Regions from separate parts of the Mus musculus genome. Here region 1 is linked to region 2. A link is a contact called in public HiChIP or PLAC-seq data. All regions are on one chromosome and are shown on one strand. Each heading gives the region's core, a stretch centred on a gene start, on an enhancer-like site or on the middle of the called end of the contact. The rest is flanking DNA. Distances are from core to core; before and after follow the strand shown. Region 1 holds the start of Il11 (interleukin 11). Region 2 holds the start of Tsen34 (tRNA splicing endonuclease subunit 34).

What was found. HiChIP or PLAC-seq counts read pairs in DNA pulled down with a chosen protein or histone mark.
Region 1: a contact with region 2 is called in an H3K4me3 HiChIP or PLAC-seq map of stem cell-derived neural progenitor cells, with 4 times the contacts expected there. The contact joins the promoter of Il11 here to the promoter of Tsen34 in region 2. A contact is called at or near these places in 3 of 39 promoter capture datasets (embryonic stem cells, liver and second pharyngeal arch cranial neural crest), 1 of 484 Hi-C or Micro-C datasets (embryonic stem cells), 5 of 115 datasets of contacts at active chromatin or transcription factors (embryonic stem cells, fetal liver, pancreatic cancer cells and 2 more) and 1 of 9 other capture datasets (embryonic stem cells).

The regions. Positions count from the first base shown.
Region 1 is chr7:4,776,063-4,779,606 of GRCm38.p6, forward strand. It overlaps Il11 (interleukin 11), which reads right to left and starts at 2,079. Exons shown (of 5, transcript NM_008350.4): 1 at 1,918-2,079; 2 at 263-435; 3 at 68-154. The coding sequence starts at 1,924.
Region 2 is chr7:3,691,834-3,694,993 of GRCm38.p6, forward strand. It overlaps Tsen34 (tRNA splicing endonuclease subunit 34), which reads left to right and starts at 1,777. Exons shown (of 5, transcript NM_001164204.1): 1 at 1,777-2,056; 2 at 2,765-3,011; 3 at 3,145-3,160. The coding sequence starts at 2,769. Mboat7 (membrane bound O-acyltransferase domain containing 7) reads right to left here and starts at 1,153. Exons shown (of 8, transcript NM_029934.4): 1 at 908-1,153; 2 at 207-285; 3 at 1-102. The coding sequence starts at 282.

The DNA of each region.
Region 1 (3,544 bases), core at 829-3,328, 1.1 Mb after region 2:
GGGAACCGTTAACACATGCATCCCTCAGCCATCAGTCTTTCAGCCCTCCCTATCAGCCAGCGCTCACCTGCAAAGATCCCAATGTCCCAGCGCTCATGGCCAAGGTGGGCAGGGAGTCCAGACTGTGATCTCCGTCAGCTGGGAATTTGTCTCTCTGGTGAGAAAGAAGCTGTGAGGGGAACCCCAAGCTCTCCCCTTCGTCAAGTGCCCAAGAGAGAGAAGTGACTGTCATTCTATATTCCCTGTCCCTCCAATCTCCTACCATCTGTGCAGCTAGTTGCCGTGTGTCTGCCAGGAGGGATCGGGTTAGGAGAACAGCGCTGTCCAGATCTGCTCGAGGGTCTGAAGAGACTCGAGGGGAGCCAGCTGGTGGCCCAGGGGCAACGACTCTATCTGGCCAGAGGCTCAGCACCACCAGGACCAGGCGACAAACACCTGTGGACAGAAGGGAGAAATCAGGCCAAACTCTGGGTCTGAGGGAGTAGGACTGGGGTCTAGATTCTTCTGCCTCTGAGGAAGAAGGGCTAGAGTCTAGAACCTGGGTCTGAGTGAGGTAAGCTAGGGTTCGGAATTTTGGTCTTGAAGGACTGTGGTCTGGACTTTACGGTCTGGAGGAGGAGGGATGGATGGAGCCTGGATTCTGGGTCTGAGGGAGGGCAGGCTGGGCCTCGGGACCCTGGATCTGCAGAATAAGGGCTAGACTCTGGACTCCAGGTTCTAGGGAGAAGAGCTGAGGTTTGGGCTCCTGGGTCTGAGGGAGGAGGGCTGGAGTCTGAACGCCTGGATCTGAGGGAGGAGGACCTGGAGGTCTTGAGTCTCAGGGTGGGGCGCCCCGGGGCAGGTCGCAAAGCCCGAGCCCGGGCGGGCTTCCCTCTCCCTCCCTGGCTCTGGCTGCCCCGCCCGTCGGAGCAGACGCGGCCCGGGGCGGGTAGACGGGCCGGGCGTCTCCCGTCCGCCCCCGGACGCCGGAATCTGGGCCCCGGGGCGGGGCATGACGGGGGGGGGGGAGGTACAGGCCAGAACCTGCCCCCCTCCCCTGCCCCGGGAGCCCTAGCCGGCCTGGGAACAGTGGTAGGAGTCAGAGACTGGAGCTGACACCCGAACACACGGATTCCTCTCCAGGAAGGTGCCTGGACCCATTCCCATATGCCCTCAAAGGTGGCTGCAGAGGGCTGGGCCGTTGGGTCGGGGAGGACCTGGGCGCACCTGGTCTGAGAGGCGCTCAGGGACGCACGCAGCTGAAGACCCGTCGGGCCGCGTTCGGGGCTCAGGGGCTAGGGACAGCTCCTTTGCCGGCTGCCCATCCCCCAGCTGCCCCGCCCACCTCTGAGACAGCCAGCCAATCAGAGCCCCCCGGGCCACCAAGCTCAAGTATCACACCCCCAGCCCGCCCCCTGGTCCCCTCTAGCTATGCCTAGTCCTTCGCAAGCCCCTCCTGGGCCGTCTGTCGGTGCACCCGTCCCCTAGCCGGTGCGCATCTGTCTGGCTCTTTAAGCTCTCTGTCCGCACCTCTCTTTCGTCTGCCTCCCCTGCCTGTTTCTCGTCCTCTGGGGCTTGCTGTCATCTGGGATTCTCTGCCTCAGTTTCCCACCCTGAGACGCGCTGTTGGAGTTCGTGGTTGTCTCTGTTCCTAGATTCCCACTGACTCCCTGGGATACCCGATCCCTTAAGGATCACCTCCCTCCCAGCATCTGTCCCTCTGTCCTTGTCTGGCTGTCCCTTGCCTTGTTCTGTCTCTTTCTCTGTCCATCTCTTCTCTTAAACTCCCACTTTTCTCACTATTCTTTCTCAATCTGACTCCCCGTGACTCCTCTTTTCTATCCCTCTGTCCCTACTCTGCTTCGCATCCTCCCCACTCCCTCAATCCTTCCCCCCCCCCAACCCTGTCCCCTCACCCATGAACTGGAACCAACTTACAGTTCATGTCCCCACAGGCCAGGGGTTCCCCAGGGCAGGGGGCAGGGAGCCGGGGGGGGGGGCTTTAACCCTTCCCTGTCCGCTGCCGGGGGACCCAGGGGGTCAGCTGGGCCTCGGCCTGGGGAGGGGAGGTTTGTGAGTGTGAGCAGCAAGGGCCAGGCAGTGAGGGAGTGTGTACGCCTGGGGGGTTATATAGGGGGCCGGGGCGGGCGGGCGGGGGGCAGGCAGCAGGGGAGGGCGGCCTGACACATCCTGACTCACCCTCCCTCCTGCCTTTTCCATTCAGACGAGCCGGCTGCCTAGCAGGGCTCACACCGCCTTGCTTGGAGGAGGGCACGGAAGGAAAAGTTGGAAAAGTTGAAAAGTGAAGGGGGGGTGGTCTGAGAGGGGCCGGTGAGGTCATTGGCGTCCCCTCCCTCCACCTCCACGGGCTGGGACAGACACACAAGGCTCAAGAGCTCTATGGAGCCTGGCTGTGGGTGGTGGTCTGCATGGACCAGGACTAGTACTGAGAGATGGTGAGGCAGTAGAAGAGGCAAGTCCAGGGCCTGAGGAGGTGGAGGTGAGGGGGGAGAATCTGGACGACAGAGAGAACACTGGGGCAGAGATGGAGCCTCTAAACCCAGAATGGCTGACAAATGCACAGAGATGGGGACAGCAGGATATAGAGATACCTAGCCTCTGAGATGGAGAGACACTGGGAACTGAGGAGCTGAGGATGTGGCTCAATTGGCAGAGTGATGGTACATACACACCTGCACTCTCAGCACTGGGAAGGCGAAAGCAGGAGGTTCAGAAGTAAGTTCAAGGTCATCCTTAGCTACACAGTGAGACTGAAGCTAACCTGGGCTACTTGAAACCCCATTTTAAAAAAGAAGCAGCGATCCCCAAGCGGAAAGGGGCCACAGACATGGGAAGAGAAGACTCAGGCTGCAGAAGAATACCAAAGATGAGGTCACCTGGGAGACAGGTTAGATGAGGTAGCTGAGGACCAAAAGAAAAAGGAATAAAGGCTTTCTACAGAGGTGTCTCTGGCTGTGTTGCTGCCCTTCCCCCCAACTTGCCAGTTCTGTAAATGGGGCTGAGACTATCTTCTATGGCTAAGGAGATGACCCAGGGGGTAAGAGTGCTTGCTGCACAAACATGAGGAGCTGAGTTGAATCCACAGCACGTATATAAAAAGCTGAGCATGTGTAACTGCAGCCCTGTGGGTGGAGAGGTGGAGATGGCGGGGTCACTAGGGCTTGTCTTCCAGCCTAGCTCCAGGTTCAGTGAGAGACCCTTTCTCAAGAGCGTAAGGTTGAGAGTGCTAGAACTTCCCAGTGTCCCCCTCTGGCCTCTGTACACTTGCATGTAAGTACAGATAATCTACCCACATATACATACACTCCCAGACACACATACATCCCTTCCTACCCCTAAATGCCACAGTGAGGAGTCTTGTACAAACTACTACTAGAGAAATGTTTTTGATCTCATGGTTACAGTTTATCAGCTATACTGAGGCACAGGTAGTCACTGCGAGAGATGGCAAAATGAGTGGTGAGTGGATGGGTACTAGAAACTTAGACAAAGCCGCATTCAGAGAAGGGGGTGTCTATCCAGGAAAGAGCCAAACACACCAGTT
Region 2 (3,160 bases), core at 527-3,026:
TTCCCAAGATGGTGATCAGAGAATGCAAACTGTGGGGGCCACAGGTGAATAAGGTGAGCCCCAGGCCCACAGCTGCTGCCCCCCATCTCTTCAGCCCAGGTCCTGAAAGGAAAAGGTAAAGTATAAGCCTAGAACCTTCGGGAGGGGTGATTCCCCACCCCAGCTCCCTCACCCTAATTTTCCACTAGACAAGGAACCTGACTCACCAGCTTTCTTAAAGAGGAAGCCAACAGGGATGGAGATAAGAAGGACCATTAGATATGTCCATTCTTCGGGTGTCATGGTCTGGGGGAGGAAGGACTCACAGTGAGAACCAGTATTCCAGTCCCTTCCTCTTTTGAAGACAGTAGAATCCCCTTTGAGAACCCAGGCCTCCAGCTCACTCCTCCTTCCAGGACCCAAGAATTAAGCCCCCACCCCACCCCTTTGCCAATGTTGAAATCAAAAGTACTTCTACTTCCATTTATGACCCACACCTTCCGGCCAGAAAAACAATCCTTCACAACACCCCTCTTCTCTGAGAGCCCAGGAATCTGTATCATCCTCACCCTCCTGAGTACATTGGAGCCCTTCTGGGTCCCCAATTTCCTCTGCGTCTTACAGGACCCAGTACTCCCACTCCCGCCCAGCTCGGAGAAGCCCAGCATTTAGCATCCTGTTTTCTAAGCTCTGAGCTCTGGGCTCCTCTTTAACCCGTACCTCGGAGAGAAGGCAATGACCCTGTACGATCTGCAAGCACCTTTCGTAGCCCAGCCCCGCGCAGCGAAGGCCAGCGTGTATCCGATTCTGCCTCGGCAGATCCACAGGCGGTTACGCCACCCAGCCCGGCCACGCTCTGGGCGCTGTCCCCGCACCCCGCCACCCTACGATCTTCGTGACGCCGCCATGCAACCCAACCTGGGCCCACCTGAACCGTCCGTGGGCCAGAAGACTGCGGAGCTCCTTTTCGAGGCCGCCTCGGCTCGCGCCACGCCTCCCCAGCTCAGCACGCCCCCGCACTGCCCGTTCTGGAGGGCGCCGGCAGGGCTGCGCGGTCCAGGCCCCGAGAGCCGCGGCTGTACGAGTTACAGCACCGCAAGAAAGGTACCCAGAACACCAGTCTGCCGCAAGATGCCTGTCGCGATCTTTCTAGGAGGTCCCCGGGCAAAGAGCTGCCAGTACGTGAAGGGGCGGGGTTTCGGGTCAGAGAGGCGGGGCCAAGATCTTCGAGTCCCGTTGAGACTTGAGGAGGAGGGACCTGGAGCTCAGAGACAGACTTTCAGCTTCGGATTCCTTCGGGCACACTCGGTCATTCAAGCCCTCGGCATGGAGTGCCACAGCTTCGGCTTACTTCGGGGATAGCCGAATTCCAAAGTCACGGCTCGGAATTAGATGCGTTTACAAACTCGGCCGGATGTAGGCGGGACCACACACTTCGGCTTGATTCGGAAATAATCGGGTCCAAAAGTCGTTGTGTAGTGTTAGGCGGGCTCAAGAACGCAGAACGAAGTAGGCGGGACCGCATGCTTCGGCTTACTTCGGAGATAGTCGGAATCAGCCGGGGTCCGAGAGTCAAAGAACCACGGGGTGTGGGCGGGATCGCATATTTGGACTTACTTCAGATAGCTGAATGCTTTTTCAGGTCACGGTCAAATGATATTGAGGGCAGCCGTTTTGGCCTAACTTTGGAAATAATCAGTAGACTTAACAGGCTGAGCTAATAGTCTTGAGGGAGGAAGGCGGAGCCACAGAAGACCGGAAAACGGCGAAGGGGCGGGGCCGACATGACTGGTGGATTTGGGGGCGAGGCCAGAGCAATGACCCTCAAGGTCCCATTTGTGCAGACCGGAGTGGCAGTGAGGGCTTTCTTGGCTTTTCCGCTTTGCTGACCTGACGGGATGACGGAGGACGCGCTACGTAGGGCCAGCTCCGCCTTAGCCGAGAGTTGGTGTTGGCTAGGGGTTGACTTATTGCCTCTGCCTGAGGACAGTACGACAGATTGAAAGGGAGCCACGACGCACACTGCACCTCGAGTGCGACTGTGGATTCAATCGTAATTGTGAACTCCTTAAATTGGGTAGGAAGTGGGCGGGGCCACAGCTGGAAGAACGATGGGATCTGGCTAGGGTCGAATGCTGAACCTTTTGCAACTTAGAGGGGGTGGCTGATTCTACTGAGCCGAGATCTCCCGCATGCGTTCGGGAATAGAGTCGAGATCTTCCGAAGGCTGAAACGCTTGCGTTCGGGTAGGCAGGACTCCCGATTGAGCCGAATTTAGGATGCTGGAACATCGAACAGCTGGCGCAAGACAGGACTGGGTTTCTTTTAAAGTCCGACTCAGAATAGGCGGGAAAGGCGAATCTGGGCACTTCGAAAGGGGAGGGGCTGGGCTCCAAGTATTTAGAAGAGGGTGTGGCTTGAGCAAACCACCCTACATTGAGGTTCTGAGATTTGACGGACGCATAAGAAGACACCCACTTTGCAAAAAGGGCGGTGCACCACTATGGCGGGAGGTCTCTCTGAGGGGACGAGAGATGGTGGTACGCTTTGGCAGAGAAGATGGTCACCTGGAGCTGAGGGGGAGCGGAACGGTGGGACCTGGGTGAGGGGCGTGGTCTTAACTGGTCCCTGGGTAGATCTTGGCTGGGGGGCGGGGGGGGGCAGGTGGCAACCCCAGCCCCGCCCCTTGGGGGGTGAGGGGCGGGGTCTTGCGCTGAGGGCGTGGAAGACTTCAGTCGGGTCGGTGGGGCTGTTTGGGTGACCGCGACGCACCCCCACTCCGCAGGAAGATGCTGGTGGTGGAGGTCGCAAATGGCCGCTCGCTGGTGTGGGGAGCCGAGGCCGTGCAGGCGCTGCGGGAGCGTCTGGGAGTCGGGGGACGCACGGTGGGCGCCCTGCCCCGCGGGCCCCGCCAGAACTCGCGCCTGGGCCTTCCGCTTCTGCTGCTGCCTGAAGAAGCCCGGCTCCTGGCCGAGATAGGCGCGGTGACCCTAGTCAGCGCCCCGCGCCCGGACCCCCGCAACCATGGCTTGGTAAGAAACGAAAGGCCCTGATAGTGGGAAGGCCTGGGAGGGCCTGTTGGAAGGTTGTAAACTGGTCAGAATTCCTGTCTTCCTAAGGGACTGCAGGATGTGTCTTGGGGTTCCAGTTAAGTTTACTTCTCAGGCCCTAGCATCGTTCA